Regions from separate parts of the Muntiacus reevesi genome. Here region 1 is linked to region 2. Evidence: chromatin contacts called from public Hi-C data. All regions are on one chromosome and are shown on one strand. Each heading gives the region's core, a stretch centred on a gene start, on an enhancer-like site or on the middle of the called end of the contact. The rest is flanking DNA. Distances are from core to core; before and after follow the strand shown. Region 1 holds the start of APOA5 (apolipoprotein A5). Region 2 holds the start of SIK3 (SIK family kinase 3).

Region 1 (3,887 bases), core at 1,122-3,621, 320 kb before region 2:
GGGGGAATTGCAGGAGACCCCAAAGCCTAGGATGACAGCCCTTTGGGTGGCCTCAGCTATCCTGTGCAGGACCCTCCACCCTCTGCCCGACTGGCCTCTGACACGCACATAGCATCTTGTTAGAGGCTCAGATCGCGGGCTCTCCAGAGTGCGCGTGGACAAGTAGACCCTCAGGGCTCTCCCCGATGGCCCGGACTATGGTCCTGAAGGCTGTAGTTTATGTCTTCCCACAGATCATCGAGGCGGGCCTGCAGCTCGCCCCGGGCCTTGCCTCTGTCGGCTTGGAGGAACTCCGGGGCAAAGGCACTGTGGCCTGGCGGAGGCGGTGCCAGCTGCTGCTGGACCTGCTCGGTCTCTCGGTCAATGGCGTGAGTGAAGGCGGCAATCTGCCGGAAGGTGTCGTGGCGGAAAGCCTGGAGTCGTTGGCGCACCTCCTGGGATAGCACCTGGGGATCCGGTTGAGCCGCTTCCTCCGCATCATCAGCGCGGGAGCCAGCAAAGGCGCTGAGCTCCTCGCGCAGCTGGTCTAGGTTCTGCTGGATGCGCTCGTGCAAGGCCTTGGCCTTGAGCGTGAGCTTGTGCGAGAGCATCTGCACGCAGCGGCTGAGGCGCGCGGGGCTGGCGATGGCGTGCGGCGCCACGCTGCGGTGCAGCTCCTGCACGTGGTGCCCGATGCCGGACACCAGGCGCTCGGCATAGGGGTGAAAGAGCGCCTTGACGCGGCCGGTGTGGTGCGCCACGCGGCTCTGCAGCTCCTGCAGCAGGCCCCGCGCCTCGTCCACACCCCCCAGCAACTGGGCTTTGGTGCCCTCTCCGACCACGCGCAACTGCTCCTGCAGCTCGTGCACGCGCAGGGCCACCTGCTCCATCAGCTCCACCGTGTAGGGCTGCAACTGCCGCCGCAGGCCCTCCAGGTTCCAGCCCACGCGCTCATGCACCTCCGCCATGTAGGGCTCCAGACGCGCCCGCACCTCCTCCAGCTCCTCCTGCAGCTGCTGCCACATCCCCACCGGGTCGCGTGGGAGCCCGAGAGGCTCCCTCCCCTGCCCGTTCAGAGGGCCCAACTTTTCCAGAAACTTGTCCATATCGCTGAGGTCTGGCTCAAGTCTGTCTTTCAGGCTCCTGGGGGAGGGGACAGACAATCGAGCCATCAGTCGGCTAGCCCACTCACCTCTGCTCCGAAGACATCGCTCACTGATCCTCTGGGGAAACCAAGGATGCAGGGCGGTGGTCCCAAGCCAACGGCGCTCCTAAGGCAGGAATTACAAATGTGGCACAGATCAACACTGATCTGGACAACACATGTCCAGATCAACACTGCTCAATTCCTTGTGCACACAGGCACCTGGACTTACATAATCCTTCCGTTCTGGAAGCTGCAACCAGGAGTCCTCTCCCCTGATCCCTGGTCCCACGTTCCAACGGACATGAAGGCAGCAGATACAGAGAAATCAGAGGCGGCTGCCGGCAGAGGGTGCCAAACAGCCCAGGACGGCCAGCATAGCCGGCACAACTAGCACCGCTCTGTCCTCTTCCCAGGTGGCGCTAGTGGTAAAGAACCCGCCTGCCACTGCTGCTGCTGCTAAGTCGCTTCAGTCGTGTCCAACTCTGTGCGATCCCATAGACGGCAGCCCACCAGGCTCCCCCGTCCCTAGGATTCTCCAGGCAAGAATATTGGAGTGGGTTGCCATTTCCTTCTCCAATGCATGAAAGTGAAAAGTGAGAGTGAAGTCGGTCAGTCCTGTCTGACTCTTGGAGACCCCATGGACTGCAGCCTACCAGACTCCTCCATCCGTGGAATTTTCCAGGCAAGAGTACTGGAGTGGGGTGCCATTGCCTTCTCCGGCCTGCCACTGTAGGAGATGTAAAAGACGTGGGTTCGATCCCGGGGTGGGAAAGATCCCCTGGAGGAGGGCACGGCAACCCTCTCCAGTATTCATCCCATGGACAGAAGAGCCTGGTGAGCTATGGTCCATAGGGTCGCAAAGAGTCGGACACAACTGAAGCGACTTAGCAGGCATGCTCTCTTCCCAGGGAGTATGGGGAGGTTGAGGAACGGGGCGGCAGCAGCCATCCCACCCTCTGGTGTCTTCTCCCTTCCCCTGCGCCCCTTGCCCTGGCCACTCACGTGGGCTCTCGTGTCAGCTTCTGCTGCTGCTCCACCTTCCCTTTGTCCCAGCTGCTCTGGCTGAAGTAGTCCCAGAAGCCTTTCCGTGCCTCCGTGGCTGAAAGCACTGTGGAGAGGGAGGGGGTGAACAGGGGCTGGGTTTCCTCCCTCAGTCCACCCACACCTCCACGGAGAAGTCAGTGTTGGGGACTCACCTGAGAGGAGGGCCAGAGCCCAGGTCAGAACTGCAGCCATGCTTGCCATGATGTTCTCTGAGAAGAAAGGTGAGTGCAGGCCTGATGCAATTGAAGAGGCAAAGAAGGGACCCCTCCCAGAGGACTTGCCCCAGGGGGCCCTGCCACAAAATCTGTTAACCCTTCCCTGGGGTGTAGGGAGCACAAGTGTCAGGGCTCAAAAGGACTGACCTAGTTGAACGTGGCTGCAAGGGAAAGGATGTCTTCCTGGAATGGAATGAAATGCTCCTTTTTCATCTCATCAGATCATATGGAGTGTGGAGCTCAAAATGCTTAGTAAAATTTCCCTCCCATCCACTGCCCCCAGACCCCAGGAGCAGCTCCATCCTTCTGGCCCCCGTCCCCCTGCTCACTTATTCCTGCCCCCATTACACTTTTGGGAAAACTGAGGTATTCCCAGGATGAGATTGGGGGTGGAGGGAAGAAGAAATTCTGCCACAGTGCTCCAAGAGGAGGTCCTTAGTTCTTAGTCCCCACCCCCAGCTCTGCTCAATTAGGAAGCCGACCCACATCCCTCTGCTCACCTGCTCACCTGCTCACTTCTGGACACAGAGAGCAGACATTCCGCTTTATAGTCCAGGGCCTGGGCCTCTGGCAACAATCGCTTTGAGTAAATACCACGTGGAGGTTCAAAGAGGGATGACCTCAGCTGCCTCCCCATGCTTACCTCCTGCCCTTTTCTGGCACCTAGGGGGTTAAGAGGAGACGGCAATAACACCCCACTCCAGTACTCTTGCCTGGAAAGTCCCATGGACGGAGGAGCCTGGTAGGCTACAGTCCATGGTGTCTCGAAGAGTCAGACAGGACTGACGGACTTCACTCTCACTTTTCACTTTCATTGGAGAAGTGAAATGGCAACCCACTCCAGTGTTCTTCCCTGGAAAATCCCAGGGACAGAGGAGCCTGGTGGGCTGCCGTCTATGGGGTCGCACAGAGTCGGGCACGACTGAAGCGACTTAGCAACAGCAGCAGGGGGTTGAGAAGTGCCCTAGTATCTGGGTGCTTCCCCAGTAGAAAAATGCTTCCTGGAAAGTTTTACAAGGAGTGGGCCTGAATTCCTCATGCAGTTCCCCCTAAACCCATGACCTCCAGCCTTCCCGCAGACCTGCTGGCTGGCCCATCGACAGAGACAAGCCTGTTTGTTGCTGAGGGCCCTGCTCTCACTCAACTGCCCAGAAGCACTGTGTCCCCAGACAGACAGGGACAGTGTCTAGCTGCCAGCCTGAAACTGAGCAACTCTTGACAACTCTACCCGGGGGCTATGCAGACAGCCTGGGAAGAGCCAGCATCAGTAGGCTTGAAGATCCACCCACCTCCCACTTTATGAAATAATCCTGAAACAAGCTGGGGGAGTTAGATGTAGTGAGAGGCATCTGGGCCAGGGGACACTGGGCCCAAAGAGTGGGAGCAAGAAGAGAATTCTCCCTGTGGGGAAAGGCTGAACCCTACCCACAGGGCCTCTGAGGAAGAGAAGCCAAAAAGCCCAGACTTCCTCTGATGACATGCCCACTGCATGTACTTAAACA
Region 2 (4,400 bases), core at 124-2,623:
CCTGGTGTCTTCGATGCCAAGTCTCCCAATGAAGAAGGCCACAGGAAAGAACTAACCGTATTTCCTCCAAAAATCAATTTTGTAGGTAAAATTTTAAACGTGTACGGATATGGCTTCCTAATTGACCTTGCCAATTTCACCACCACTGCTCCACAAATCCCTTGGGAACCAAAGGGCCCAATGAGTGTCCGGATTCTTCACACACCTCCCCAGTCACCAGGCGCCCCCTCACCACTGACAGCCCACCCTGGGTTCTATAAACTGTACAGTTCTGGACCCTCCAACAACTAAATAAAACCAGCAATCCAGCTCTCCCAAATTGTTTAACCCCTGATTCCCTAGGGCCACCACAAAGTGGGGGTCCCGCTGGGTCTCTGTTCCCTGACCCTTTTCCTGTGGAAAAACAAACTAATTTTTTTCCTCCTTATTTCCCCATTTTTTTCATCGCCTCCTCCAATAATCTTGTCTGTCCTCAGTCTCCCATTCCCACCATCTAGAAGTCTTGGGCGACCAAATGCTGACGGGTGCGTCTGTCATAAGGTACCAGGTCCCTCATACCTCCCAGTACCTTGTACCCGCCTCAAGACCCCAGCCATCCTTCTTCCCCTCAAAAGCCCACCTGTGTCAGTTTCACCCTTGTTTCCCCCCATCCTCCTTGTCCACATTTCCTATTCCCCTGCCCTCATTCCCGCAGGATTTCCTAATTTCTGGTTTCAGAAGCTTCTTAGCTTACTGTCTCCTGGCGAGTTCCAAACGTCTTCTTCCTCATCACCCCTGCTACGACCCTCGCCGGGGAGCCCCCTGCCCATCCGCGGCTCTCTAGTTCCCCAGGTCCCGGAGCTCAGTGGCCGCTCTGCGCCCCCTCTGCTGTGCAGTCACCCTCTCCCGGGTCCCCCGGTGCCCGCCGCCTCCTGCTCTCCCTCTCCTCACTCCTGCCCGATAACCCCCTACCCGCTCCCCCGGTCCCCAACGCACTCCGGAGCCCCGCTCGCGGCGCCGACCCCTCCACCTCCGTGTCGCGGGGCTCCCCTTCCCCCGCCACACTCGGACGGTCCCGGGCCGCGTAGCCCCGCCGCCGCCCGGTCCCGCCGCGCCACTACCTTGGCCTTAGTGACGAGGTGCGTGGCCCGCTTGACCACCGCGAAGTTGCCCTTGCCGATGGTGCGGTCGATCTCGTAGTAGCCGATGCGAGCAGGCACCGGCCCGCGGGAGGCCGGGGCTGGGGGACGCGGCGGGCCAGCCGCCGGGGGCACAGCAGCGGGGGCGGCCGGGGGTCCCGGGGCGGGCGGAGGCAGCAGGCGGCCGGCCGGCCCGGCTCCCCCCGCTCCGGCCCCGGCAGCCCCGCCAGCTCCGCTCGCCGCCGCCGCCGCCATCTTGTTGTGCAGTGAAACCTCCGGGGCCGCGGAGAGCCGGCGGGGGGGGGGGGGGGGGGGGGGCGGGGAGAGGGGGCGGGGGGGCGGGAAAAGAGGTAGGGGGGGGCAGCGGACGTCACTCCAGGAGGCGGAGCGCCCGCGCCGCCCGGGCCGGGAGCCATGGCAACCTGTCGTCACGTGCCGACGCGCGTCACTGCCCGGAGCCATGGCAACCATGACCTCACCGGCTCGCTCGACCTTCCCGCGTGGGCCCGGTTCCTCCGGCGCCGGCTCCTGGGTGCCCCCCTCCGGGGAGGAGACAGTGGATACCGCAAGTGTGCCAGCCAGTTCCAAGCCATCGCAGCGTTGGCCACGTCGGGGGGTGCTTGTGCCTGACCCAAAACCTGCCCTCGATCCCCCCAGGAACTGCTAATGTCACCCCCTACTGTGACCTCTGTCCCAGTTCGGCAGTCACCCAGCCTCCTTTAAAGCAAAGTATTTCCTCCTCATCAAAAATATTAGCACTGTCCCACTTTAGCCCTTGAGGCCCCAAAGGCAGGAACAACTACATTACTGAAGCAACTGTAACCAAGTCGGTAGCGAGGCAGGGGAATTCTTCAGTAAAATTCCTTCCTCTTACAACCTGGTACAACCAATCTAATTGTCACCGAATGTAGAAGAATAGGGAAACTAGGATTTGCGTTTACAAGGGCGGAGAAATCAGCCCAAACACGCATTTCAGTCATTGGGTGGGTGAGACCCAAGCAGGGACGTCATTTTCCTTCCTCCCACCCCTTCTCTGAACAATTCTATAGCTAGATGATTGTCAAAGTGCCTGCATCCTATTTCTGTCACTTGTATAACCCTGGTGAAGCAATGTGCGCATTGTCCAGTGAGTCACCTCATGGTTAAGGGCTATCGGTCTGTTGGGCAAAATAAATAAGTAAATAATAAAATAAAAATTCCACCCCTACCAGCGACTCTCCAAGGACATTAAAGGTGATCAAATCAAATTCCAACAATAAATCTCATATCCCTTTTCTCTTCTCTGTTTTCTGCCTTTCTGCACCCTCCAGAGCCTTCACCAGCTCCCAGGTTTCCCCCCTCCTTTCTCTCCTCCCTCTATTAAGTAGATTTGCTGTAACAACTTCAGGTAAGGCTGAGGAGGGGTAGGCTACTTGGCTATCAATAACAAGATGTTCTGAGCAGGCAAGGGCTTCCCCAGGGGCTCAGGGGTAAAGAATCTGCCTGTAATGCAGGAGACTTGGGAGATGCGGGTTCGATCCCTGGATAGGGAAGATCCCCTGGAGAAGGAAATGGCAACCTATTTCAGTATTCTTGCCTGGGAAATCCTGTGGACAGAGGAGCTTGGCGGGCTATATCCAAAGGATCACAAAGAGTCAGACACAACTGAGCTTGCACACATACTGGGGTGGCAAGTGGGAAGGGGGGAAGGCCATGAACAGGCCAATGTTGAAATGTATTCCACTTTCCAATCCTGATTCCTCTGTATCTATTTCTCTCTCAATGGCAGAACTGTGTTGTCAGGTCACTATATGTACAATACTAAAAATTGACACCCAATGCACTGTGAATGTGTGAGAAGCAGAGCACCTATTTACTCTCTCTGACCAAAAGATATTTATTAGCTCTCTGATTCCTCATCTGACTGTGAGTAATCTCTGGGACTAGGACAGAACAGGGAGGTCATTCCACGATTGCCTTGAATCAATCCCCTGGTGGCTGTTCCAAATTGCCAACACAATTAACACTAATTGGCTTCTTTACTAGCAAATGAGGATAAGGATGAAGTGGTCCTCAGCTTCTGGCACTGGTTAAGCCCTTTCATTGGTTGAGCTCATTCAGTCCCAGATAAACGATGGTGTGCAGCCAGCCTCTTTTACCACTTCGACCCTACTCACCTGACTCTTAACAGGAACTCTACATTAACGTTGGTGCCAGGCCCGAGGGTCCTAGTTTTACCATCTTCCTAAGGAAAGGAGGAGGAGGAGGGTCTCAACAGGAAACTTATGAGAAATAAAGCAAGGGGGAAAAAAATCTTTTGCTCTGAGGGCTGTAGGAGCAGCACTGAATCCATCAACTTTGCAGCTTCTTCTTTACTTGTAGAGATCGTTTGAACATCAAGTACAGCAACTTTTGCTGCTCCCTGGAGGGTGTCAAAAATAAAGAAGCCTCTGGGGAGAAACTAGAAAATGGAGCATTGGTCTAACTCCCCAGGAAAAGAGGCAGATAACTCTTGTCCCTAATAATGGCCAGGCTGTGTACACTGTGTATTAAGTGATTTACCCTCTTTGCCTGCATGGATAGAAGCCAGTAACTGTGCCCTATTGAGACTTGGACAAAGACTTGCTGGAGATTTCCCTGAAGAGTCTTTGGTGAGAAGAATATAGAAAATTAGGTAGGGGATTGATCAATGAAGATCATCAGGGAAAAAGGAAAACTGTTTAAATGTGTCCATTTAATAATTATTTATTGAATACCAAGACTGAGTTAAGTCTGGGGAGGAACTCAGAATCAGTGTGTGGTTCAGTTGCTCAGTCGTGTCCAACTCTTTGCAACCCCATGAACTATAGCCCACTAGGCTCCTCTGTCTGTGGAATTTTCCACGCAAGAATACTGGAACAAGTTGCCATTTCCTCCTCCAGGGGTTCTTCCCAACCCAGAAATCAAACCCACATCTTTTGTGTCTCTTGCATTGGCAGGCGGATTCTTTACCACTAGCGCCATCTGGAAAGTCCACTCACAGGCAATAACAATTTGCCAGGCACTATACTAAGCAGTTTTACTTAAATGAACTTATTCCTCAACAACCCTGTGAGACAGGATATATTATTATTCCCATTTTGCAGATAAGGAAAATGAGGCACAGAAGGATTAAGGGAGCTGACCACAGTCATCAAGCTAGAAAGTGAGTCCCAGGATTAGGATTCAAACCCAGGCAACCTACCTCTGAAACAGAGATCCTCCCCCACAGGATTATAACTAGTAGCTATAGGAAAGTAGCTAGTAGGAAAACGTAGTGGCTTG

The links. A called contact is a pair of places that touch in the nucleus more often than the background predicts.
Region 1: a contact with region 2 is called in a Hi-C map of muscle, with 8 times the contacts expected there. The contact joins the promoter of APOA5 here to the promoter of SIK3 in region 2. A contact is called at or near these places in 2 of 3 Hi-C or Micro-C datasets (blood and muscle).

The regions. Positions count from the first base shown.
Region 1 is chr9:64,314,183-64,318,069 of mMunRee1.1, reverse strand. It overlaps APOA5 (apolipoprotein A5), which reads right to left and starts at 2,371. Exons shown (of 3, transcript XM_065943787.1): 1 at 2,323-2,371; 2 at 2,129-2,234; 3 at 171-1,122. The coding sequence starts at 2,371. The coding sequence ends at 171.
Region 2 is chr9:63,995,107-63,999,506 of mMunRee1.1, reverse strand. SIK3 (SIK family kinase 3) reads right to left here and starts at 1,373. Exons shown (of 24, transcript XM_065946254.1): 1 at 1,101-1,373. The coding sequence starts at 1,373.